Linked DNA regions of Gossypium hirsutum: all the other regions are linked to region 3. Evidence: chromatin contacts called from public Hi-C data. All regions are on one chromosome and are shown on one strand. Each heading gives the region's core, a stretch centred on a gene start, on an enhancer-like site or on the middle of the called end of the contact. The rest is flanking DNA. Distances are from core to core; before and after follow the strand shown.

Region 1 (3,415 bases), core at 522-3,021, 320 kb before region 3:
TGATGAGTTCTTGTGATTGTAAACTATAGTAAGCTCTTTGTAGCTTACACCTCTAGGTTAATAATCTCTTGATGTAACAGGAGAAGGAAAGACTAAACTAATGCTTAGAAGTTACATTAGGCTTTATTGAATTGAATTTACCTTGTTTGAGATGATATGGTTCTTTCTGGCAAGATCCGATGGTGCTAGGATATTTGAATCTTAGACCAACAATTGCCATTGGATGTTAGCTATTTCATAAAAAAGATATATCTTAATTAGATAAACAAATCAGTCTTTATTAGTTTGACAAGACATACAAAATTTCTTCTTGCATTTCTTATGATTCGTCTCTTGCTTCTGCTTGAGTGAGAAAATGTAATAGGCATGTATTTATTTTTGGACAAGTTACTTAAAATCAGTATGCAGATCAAGGTTGATAATGCATTTATTCTGTCATCAACTTAAACATCAAGGAAAGGAGAAATGTAATTGGGCTCTCTAAGACTCAGTGCAGATGGAATTCAGCAGTGCTTTTGAATATGTTGAATGTACCTCCAATATACCATTATACCTCTGCATTGGCAAGTTCTAAGCTGAGTGGGACATATGTACTTGGAGTTACTCTTCATATATCAACATTGCCATCCATTCCTTTATCTGTTGTTATTTTCTGGTGCTTTGTTCTGTCAAATGCCTTAATGCTTACCTTACTTTGTTGTAACAGATGGATAAAAATAGTTTTAAAAGTTCATCAAAAACCACAACCAACAAAGAAAATGGTAGAGTGGGTGAAATATTTCCTTCTACATCTCTTGAGCAGTATGCCAAACTAGGTAGAAAAGATGCTGGAAATCATGGTGATCCATATGACTCTGGGAATGATGACATTAATGACCACAGTGATGATGAAAATGATGGTCAAGAAGATGAAAATGAAGATAGAGAGGATGATGAAGATGACAAAGAAGAACCAAGTGCATAACTGCGAAGACTGAATAACTTATGCAGGATAAGGAATCTGTGCGTACCCCAGAATCTTTAATAGTTTTCGTCGACCTCTGCTCTAGACTGTTTTCCAGTTATAGTTTTGCGATGGTCGTATCTTTTAACCATTCTTTTTGGTCGTAAGCTTTGATGGAAACACATGCCCTTACCCTACAGCTTGTGGTAAAGATGTTCTGTTGGCTTAACAAGTTCTTACAATTGTCTTAAGATTTGTAAACCTCGTAGAATATAATTCATTATGATGATATTACCCGTTAAAACTTCTTAGCTGAAGATGATGCTTTTGTAATTCTTGTGGCATGGATCTACTTCTGCCCATTATCTTTTACCTTTTCTCTCTCTTTACAAGCAATGTTATTAAACTAAGCAACAATTGGTTCATACACCCCTCTAAAACACCATGTGAAATGCATCTCGTCATTTTTCTATCCTTCCATAAGTTATGGTAGCTTATTTTTTTATTGCTGAGGCATTGAAAGTGCTTCCAAGTATCCAGATCATTGCACCAACTGCAATTAAACGCCACTTTATTAAATCAAGCCATTAACAATAACAATGTTCACCACTTCGAGATTGTCAAAGACGAATAAAATTCCAAGTTGTCCCTATTGGAGGGGGAAAAAGTAGAATTTTGTAAGTCAAACATCTAGGGATGAGTTAAGGAAGTAAAACAACCTGAAAATCCAAGTGGCCAATCAAGTCAATACTCAATAGCTCTTGGGATATAATGAAAAACTTGATGGTTTGATAGCTCCTCGTACAAAGCTCAACCTCAACCAAGAAATGCAGAAACCAAGTGTGTCGAAATCTCGAAAATGGCTTCCTGCTGCCCTTCCTGTAATGCTATGTCTGTGTGTGCTTGGAAGCATCCTAATGGCTGCAATCTTAAGCTCCAACATCTTCTATTCCCAGCTACTCTTCAGATCCACCACTTCCGTGGCCAGTGTCTCCCGAGGCCAACTCATCTTGCCTCATTCACTTCTGAATCAAATCGCTGATTTACAAAGCCAAGTGGGAGTTCTGCTGGAGCAGTTACATGTTGCAAGTGCAGAATCCAAAGCACTAACAACGTTTGCGGATCAACTTCTACATATTGCCACATCTTTAGACAAGTTTGCAGAAGCCCTATCAGATTTCTACGACAGCAGTTCGTCCGGTACAAATGAAGTCAGCAGTGTAGACGAAGACTTCAGCGACCCTGATGAAAGTGAAATCAACCAAGGATCAGATACTCATAGTTTTAACTCAGGTGAGCTTCATAACTTCACCGCTTTGAAACCAAATAGACTGATTGGGAAGAAAAACTTCCTTGGGGTGGAAGCTATTAGCCCAACTGTAGGACTCCTTTGTGCCAACATGGCCTCAAATGTAAATCGCTTTATGGGTTATAAGATCTATAGGATGTGCCCTGATGACTGGGACATCGCTCAGAAGCTTATGATCAGTGGCTGCGATCCATTACCAAGAAGACGATGCTTCTCGAAAACACCTCCACGTTACAGTAAACCACTTCCAATAAACTCGTCCCTTTGGTCTCAACCGGCTGACACCAACATTATGTGGAGTCACTACAAGTGCAAAGATTACTCCTGTCTTGTGTCTAATGGAACAATAGGCAAAAGAGGCTTCTTCAAATGTTCAAACTGCTTTGATCTTTCGAAAAGAGGATGGGAAATCCCAACCAACGAATCAACTTCAGCTGAATTCACCATAGATGAAGTTCTTAGATTGAAGCCAGGAGAGATCAGAATTGGACTTGATTTTAGCCCCACAACCGGCACATTTGCTGCACTAATGAAGGAAAGAAATGTAACGATTGCATCAGCTACCCTAAACTTAGGGGCTCCTTTTAATGAGGTGATTGCACTTAGAGGCCTCTTACCTCTTTACCTATCAATTGGCTCAAGACTGCCTTTCTTTGATAACACACTCGATATTGTACATTCTACCCTATTTTTAGATGGGTGGATGGGAATAGATCTTCTTCAGTTTGTACTTCATGATTGGGATCGTGTTCTTCGACCCAAAGGACTTCTTTGGGTGGATCGATTCTTCTGCAAAAGAGATGAGTTGAAGATGTATTTGGATGAATTTTCCAGGCTACACTACAAGATGCTACTGTGGAGAGTTGTTCCAAAGACAGATAAATTGGAGGATAAGTCTTTCTTTTCTGCTGTATTGGAAAAACCACTTCGATCATAAGCTAAATTTACTTGAATTTATAGATTGAATTTTAGCATTTTCTTTTCCTGCTATTCTTCAAAAAGATCTTTACCCATTTTGTTGGTTTGTATATTAAGTACAGAACAAAAGCAGAAAATTCAGATGTTGGGTTCATTCTAACATGCATGTCATCAAGAAACAGGAAAATCAATGGCTGGATAAGTTGCAACCTAAGATGTATATTATTATGTCCCCATATCATAGT
Region 2 (3,585 bases), core at 794-3,293, 270 kb before region 3:
AAGACATATTCAACATTATCTGAAGACTATTGATCATTGGCCACTACAATATATTCCAAGATATGAAAATTTAGAAGTTAATCAAATAGCTAAGTTGGCTAAAAAGGCTTAAAGTTGTTTGAAGAATGTCCTAGTGATTTAGCTTAATTGAATATACTTCTATTTTTCACCCCAAAAAAACTAAATTGATGTACAGAAGGTTACAATTATTTAAAAAAGAATAGTAACACTCAAACTAAATTGATATATTTTATATATCATTATACTAAATTATTTAAATATTTAATGTATTATTATATTAAATTATTTAAATATTATTTAAATTAATTTATTTTTTTTATTTTCAACCTCATGTATCACATAAACATTTTAACTTCTCTTTGTAATTTTTATAACAATTTCAAACACTTAAAATTAACAAATCATATTTTTCACAATACATTTGAAAAATACTTTTTTTCAAAAACGAAAATTTTAAAAGTAATTCTCAAAAGCAAAATTAATATCAAACTGGCCCTAAAAGGCAGCTTATTGGAAGCACAATACACTAATTGTGATTATATACATAATTGGTCCACGCTAACCCGACCCACTCTCTTCCTTGTTTTTATTAATGATTTTTATAATTCATTCATAAATATATTTTTAAATATATATATTCTATTGACTGATTTTACTTTTAATTATTTGAATTCTATAAATAATTGCATAATAAATTTATTCTTAAACTTTAAAATTTAAACATTAAACACAAAAGTTTAAATTGTAAACCCAAACATAAAATCATAAAATTGTAAGCCTTAACACTAAATCTTAAAATTTTAAACCCTATTCAAGAGAAACTCTAAACACTAAATGCTAAATTTTAAAATTTAAACCCTAAATCTATAACATATGTAAAAAGTAAATACATTAGGTACTATAGATATTAGACCCTAAAATCGTGACAGCTGGCCGTTGGGGGAAGGTTGGCTTGGACGTCGGAATGAAAAGAAAGGGAAAGAGAGGAGAGGGAAGGGAAAATTAAAAAAAAGAAAAAGAAAAAAAAAAGAAGAAGATAAAATTGTGTGTTTTTATATTTTGTATTTAGAAGTATATTATATATTTATTATTATAAAATTTAACAATTTTTTATGAGTTAATAAATCACATAAAATTCTCTTTTTTTTTCAAGTGTTAAAAAAATAAATTCATTTAATATTTTTTAGTATGTTTTAAAGGAATTACAAATGTAAATAAAAAATGCATGTGATAACTATATATTGAATCAGATATTACAATTTATAATCGAACATGGTTCAATCTTAACCTTCACATTAAGTTATGTATTTAAGATCAAACTCTTTTCCTGTGGGTTGATTTAAGATTCTTATTCAAATAGTTAAGGAAAAAAAGTTTAAAAAATAAAATCATTTAAATAACTTTAATTTTAATTTGTAATGACGTATTTAAAGATTTATTTATATGTTACAAATTAATTCAAAATCTATGCTCATTTCCTTTACATATTTTTTATTTTAAAATAATATTTAAATAAATTAATGTATAAAAACACTCCCAAATTATTATTTAAACTATTTATTATTGATTGGTTAACATTATTTAAAAGAAATGAACAAATTTATATTTTCTCTCTTATATTAATATTTAAAAATTTTATATATTAATAAATATTAAATATAATGATAAAACATATAACCGCTAAAAAAAGGTCTGTCCATTCCAAAAGGGAGGAGGGACCATTATCTACATTTTCCCTTAATTATAAGATTTTAGAATAAGAACAATAAATAACATACTGTCTCATTTCATAAGGATTGATGGTCCTACCCGGAATATATTAATAGCTAAAAGAAGCAGCACAGTGAGTTTAGTGAATGACAGACGAACTATTAGCAAGCATTGCGTGTCGCCGACGACTCAAGCATGACTGGCTTAGCTTCCTCTAGAACCTGCGTATGGGGCTGTCATTTTCTATTAACTCACAAACAACTGTCACCCATCATCCAATCTTTATTTCAAACCTCCTTAATCAAGCAAGCAAACATCCATCTATATAATCCATTTTCTTCCCACTTTCACACACCGTGTTTCATACGCCATATTATTCAATACCTTATCATGCGTTTTGCTTTTTTAACTAATTTCTTCATTTTTATTTTAAATTATATGTTGTGGATGAATATATATATATAAAATTAACATCGAGGATTAAATTTAGTTGATGATAATTTGATTTTTTAAGTCTAAATTAATTTGTTTTTATTCATATTTAAATTGAATGATTTAATTTTTAAATATAACTTATGTTTAAGATGTTCGAATTCTTTCAAATATTTTTTATATGATTTGATTTTTGATTAAATGTATACTTCTTTTAATTATATTTAAATTTATATAATAATGGCGGGTCCTTTTGAACAATACACTATTAATATTGATGGAACTAAAATTCATGTTTATTTAATACTAAATTATGACATCCTTATGCTATAAGCAAGATTAGACAAAAACAAATTAGTCTGTGATTTGCTAAGATGAAAAAGAAATTATTTATATTTTTTTAATGATTGTTGATGTTAAAGTTATATATCACATGATTAATGAAAACAAATTCATAATTTAAAAGAAAAAAGGCGTTTTACAGTGAGATTAAAGTGTTCCACTACTTAAACTCAAAGTCTTAAACTTTCGTGTCATGTCCTGTTGGACGAAAAAGCTACTCATCTCCGTTCTTCTCTCTGAGTCTTCCCTGTCTGCCACAGATCTTGAACCGAAGTCAATAACAAAAGAAGACTCCTAAAATCCTACAGAAATGTCTAATCTTTTTTTGTTCATTGCTAGATCTTTCTTCAACCTAAGCTCTTTCAGCGTCTTGCTTCTGTTTTTGCTCTCTTTCTCAAGTTTCACTGCAACAGGTTTGTACAAACTTTCTCTTTCTTTGTCTGGAAAGTTGGAATATTTGGGTTTTTTTTTTAAATGGTATTTTGATTCTTGAACGAAGTTGGTAAAATGGGTTTTCTTTGATTATGCGAAAGCTCTTCCCTTTATGGTCTTTTGAGTCGTTTTTCCTACGTTTATGTTAATGGATTTTTGTTGGTTTTGCCGGAGATTTAACTTGTCAATTATATTTCCATAATAGGCTATGATTTTTCTATCGAAATCTTGATTCTTTTGTTATCTTAATGAACAAAGCAAGTTGTGAAATTCAACTAACTGTGATTAAAAATGGTAGTCTTTAGATTGAAGGGTTTAGGAAAAATTTAGCAGTTAATGATGAAATTTTAGTAATTTCCATTTATTTAGAATCATAACTTTCCTTTCCCTTGAAGACAACTTAAATGTCTTATCATACAGTTTCCATGCATTATTGGTTTAGTGAGAAAATGAACTTTTGAACTTTGGACCTCTACTATTTGATGTCTAGTGATTATCTGATATTGATTTGCTTCTTTATTTCTAAATGTATCTTAATGGATGATTAGTATTGAAAATGTATACATTTGTTATGATTCTCTTTATTTAACTCATTTTCAGAAGCCTATGATCCTTTGGATCCTAATGGAAATATCACAATCAAATGGG
Region 3 (3,183 bases), core at 451-2,950:
TATGGGTTATATTTGGATATTATTTTAATTATTAGTATCACGCTCTACATATTTAACCTTAAAAATATTAAATTCAAACAATTTTTTAAACTAATTGTTAGAGATAAACATGTATAAATAATGAAATAGAAAAGATTGAACACAAATTTTACGTGAAAAACTCTTTCGAAGAGGATAAAAACTACAAGCAAATGAGGCTTCGACTTTTCACTACTTGAATAAACAAACAAGAATACGTTATGGATAAAATAAACTTAAACATACTAAACATACAAACTCAAACCTCTAAAATAAAGCCCTAACTCTCATTGAGTAAACCCGAAAGGGTTACAAATTTCTTTCCACAATCACCACGAAAACTCTCACAAAAGCTCATCTACTATTACAGCTTGTCACCCCCAAAAGAAAAGCCCTATAGTACTACATCTTTAATTGTCTTATTGAAACAGGGATACAAGACCCATAGTTAAGTTTAAAGGTCTAAAACGACTAAAATATCTCTGAAGTAATTAGAGTTTAATTGGGAAAAGATAGCAGAGTTTAATTAGGAGAAGAAACTCAGTGTTTATGGGAAACATGTCACCATGTCGGAACGTCTTCATTCGCGTCATTCGTCGTTGTTACATCATTGACTGACATTAATAAGTGTATGCAAACTGTCTGATAAATTCGATGTACAACTCATATTAATTTATCTTATTCCGAAAATCTTATAATAATAATAATAATAGTTGCTAATTGTTCATGTGATCTCATCGAAAATCGTATCGGTTTCAAGTTTCATCTTTGTTGAAAAAGAAAACCTGAAAATAGAAGGAGTTGGAAATGAATATCAAATTGAAAGTGCATTAGATAAACATCACAATATTATAGTTTTCTGGGAAATACAGTGCCATAAACTTGCAGTTGGAAATGAAATCAAAGCTCCCCTATTCACTTGATGAACAATCCATGTACCTGTTGTATCATATTTAAAATATTATAGAGTTAATAATGTATATTACATAAATTTTGACACATAATTTGTGATTATTTTTATATGGTATTATGCATCTTCTTTTGTTATTTTGTAATTCCATGAGCAGATCTCATTGACAGACATGTGAAGGACTGGGCTTTGGAAGTGTGCTTTATTTTTTTAAAAAAAATTATTTTAACTTAATTTTAGGTCCAATAGGGTGGTCTGCATGTGCCCCTTCAAACACTTCCTAACTATGTTTCTTTTTTCATTTATCTAGCTTTCATACCACTAATATCCAAATCATTTCTTTATAGAAACCTTTTTTCATCATTAAAAAAAATTATTATATATATTTAAATTACAAAAATTAGATATTGGAGCAGAAAGTTGGTTTGATTTATTCTGAATAAGAAATTAAAAAAATAAAACTAAAGCTGAATATTTGTTAGATTTTTATTTTGACCTGTGAAATTAAAGAAATTATATGGTTACTGTATCGATGATGGTATCTCTGACCTTGACTATCAAACAAGCATTCATGCTCAAAATCTTGAAGAATGAATCGTGTCTTAGTCTGCAATTTATTTTAAAAAAATCATAGTTAAGTGTGAAAGAGTTTTAAGATTCAAATCTATAATTAGTTAATTAAGAGGGGTTAGCTTAGTAAAAGCATATCTATTAATTTTTATTGGACTGCTGATTACTTTTGAGGTCTTTTAAGGGTAGGGTCCCTTCCTAGTGAGCTGCATGGTTTGGCCTATATCTTTCAATGACTTGTGACCATAGAGGTAGGGGTCGTATATATATATATATATATACCCATGAGCTCGTTTAGAGTTAGGAGGAAGAAGCCCCTTTAACCATTTAGAGAGCTTCTTGGGAGAAACAATGGGTGTTTTAATGGTGATTGTTGGGGTGTTTGTAATGGTGCTGTGTATGTGCACTGCAGTTTTGAGATGGAACGAGATGAGATACAGGAAGAAAGGTCTGCCCCCTGGTACTATGGGTTGGCCTGTCTTCGGGGAAACCACTGAGTTTCTCAAACAAGGCCCTAACTTCATGAAAAACCAAAGAGCAAGGTGATTTGAAACCCCCAAATCTTTGTTATTTCTTGCTTGTCTGTCCTCGATTTGAAAGCTGGTTGATAAAATAGCTTCCTCTTTGCTTTCTCCTTTTTCCTTTTATGGAAGTAAATGATGTTTTTATTTCACTATGTCATGGTTGTTGTCACTTAAAAACAGTTGCAAGAGGGTTTTCTTGTAAATTTAGCTTCCAAACAGTAAATCATTCAGGTAATTTATGAAAAACACTAGTTTGGTTTTTAATATAATTTGTTTGTTTATTACAAAAGCAGGTATGGCAGCTTCTTCAAATCCCATATTCTAGGATGTCCTACAGTTGTTTCCATGGATCCAGAGCTGAACAGATACATACTAATGAATGAAGCCAAGGGGCTTGTTCCTGGATACCCACAGTCCATGCTTGATATCTTGGGAAAATGCAATATTGCAGCCGTCCATGGCTCCACCCATAAGCAAATGAGAGGAGCCCTCCTTGCCCTCATTAGCCCCACTATGATCAGACAACAACTTTTTCCCAAAATCGATGAATTCATGAGAGCTTTCCTCTCTAATTGGGACAACCAAGTCATTAACATCCAAGACAAGACCAAAGAGGTCTGTTTTTGTATTTGTATATGTTAATATCACATTCAAAGCTTTTCATGCTTTCCTCTGTTTCTAATCTGCTTTCCTTACAGATGGCCTTTTTATCATCACTCAAGCAAATCGCCAGTGCTGAATCCAGTTCAGTAGCTCAACAATTCATGCCTGAGTTCTTTAAACTGGTTTTAGGCACCTTATCACTTCCTATTGATCTCCCTGGTACCAATTATCGTCGAGGATTCCAGGTAATTTGACAAGCAACTCATATATCATTTTCTTGTCATTGCAGTTCCATGTTTTACAGTCTGAAGCAAGCAGCATGTTTATGTTGCAGGCAAGACAGAACATTTTGAAGATATTGGGACAACTGATAGAAAAGAGAAGAGATAGTGAAGAATCCCACAAGGACATGCTTGGGCACTTGATGAGAAATGATGACAGTAATCGACATAAACTAAGTGATGATGAGATCATTGACCAAATAATCACAATCTTGTATTCTGGTTATGAGACTGTTTCCACTACATCAATGATGGCTGTCAAGTATCTCCATGATCA

Evidence for each region. A called contact is a pair of places that touch in the nucleus more often than the background predicts.
Region 1: a Hi-C map of leaf shows a contact between it and region 3, with 2.9 times the contacts expected there. The contact joins the promoter of LOC107951887 here to the promoter of LOC107910165 in region 3. A contact is called at or near these places in 3 of 34 Hi-C or Micro-C datasets (hypocotyl and leaf).
Region 2: a contact with region 3 is called in a Hi-C map of leaf, with 1.6 times the contacts expected there. The contact joins the promoter of LOC107951886 here to the promoter of LOC107910165 in region 3. A contact is called at or near these places in 4 of 34 Hi-C or Micro-C datasets (anther and leaf).

The regions. Positions count from the first base shown.
Region 1 is chrA07:83,391,258-83,394,672 of Gossypium_hirsutum_v2.1, reverse strand. LOC107951887 (probable methyltransferase At1g29790) reads left to right here and starts at 1,771. Exons shown (of 1, transcript XM_016887057.2): 1 at 1,771-3,189. The coding sequence starts at 1,771. The coding sequence ends at 3,189. It overlaps LOC107951888, which reads left to right. Exons shown (of 7, transcript XM_016887058.2): 7 at 707-1,368. The coding sequence ends at 964.
Region 2 is chrA07:83,341,163-83,344,747 of Gossypium_hirsutum_v2.1, reverse strand. LOC107951886 (COBRA-like protein 1) reads left to right here and starts at 2,043. Exons shown (of 6, transcript XM_016887056.2): 1 at 2,043-2,918; 2 at 3,538-3,585. The coding sequence starts at 2,816.
Region 3 is chrA07:83,068,281-83,071,463 of Gossypium_hirsutum_v2.1, reverse strand. It overlaps LOC107910165 (cytochrome P450 85A), which reads left to right and starts at 1,700. Exons shown (of 9, transcript XM_016837969.2): 1 at 1,700-2,040; 2 at 2,316-2,637; 3 at 2,721-2,870; 4 at 2,960-3,183. The coding sequence starts at 1,850.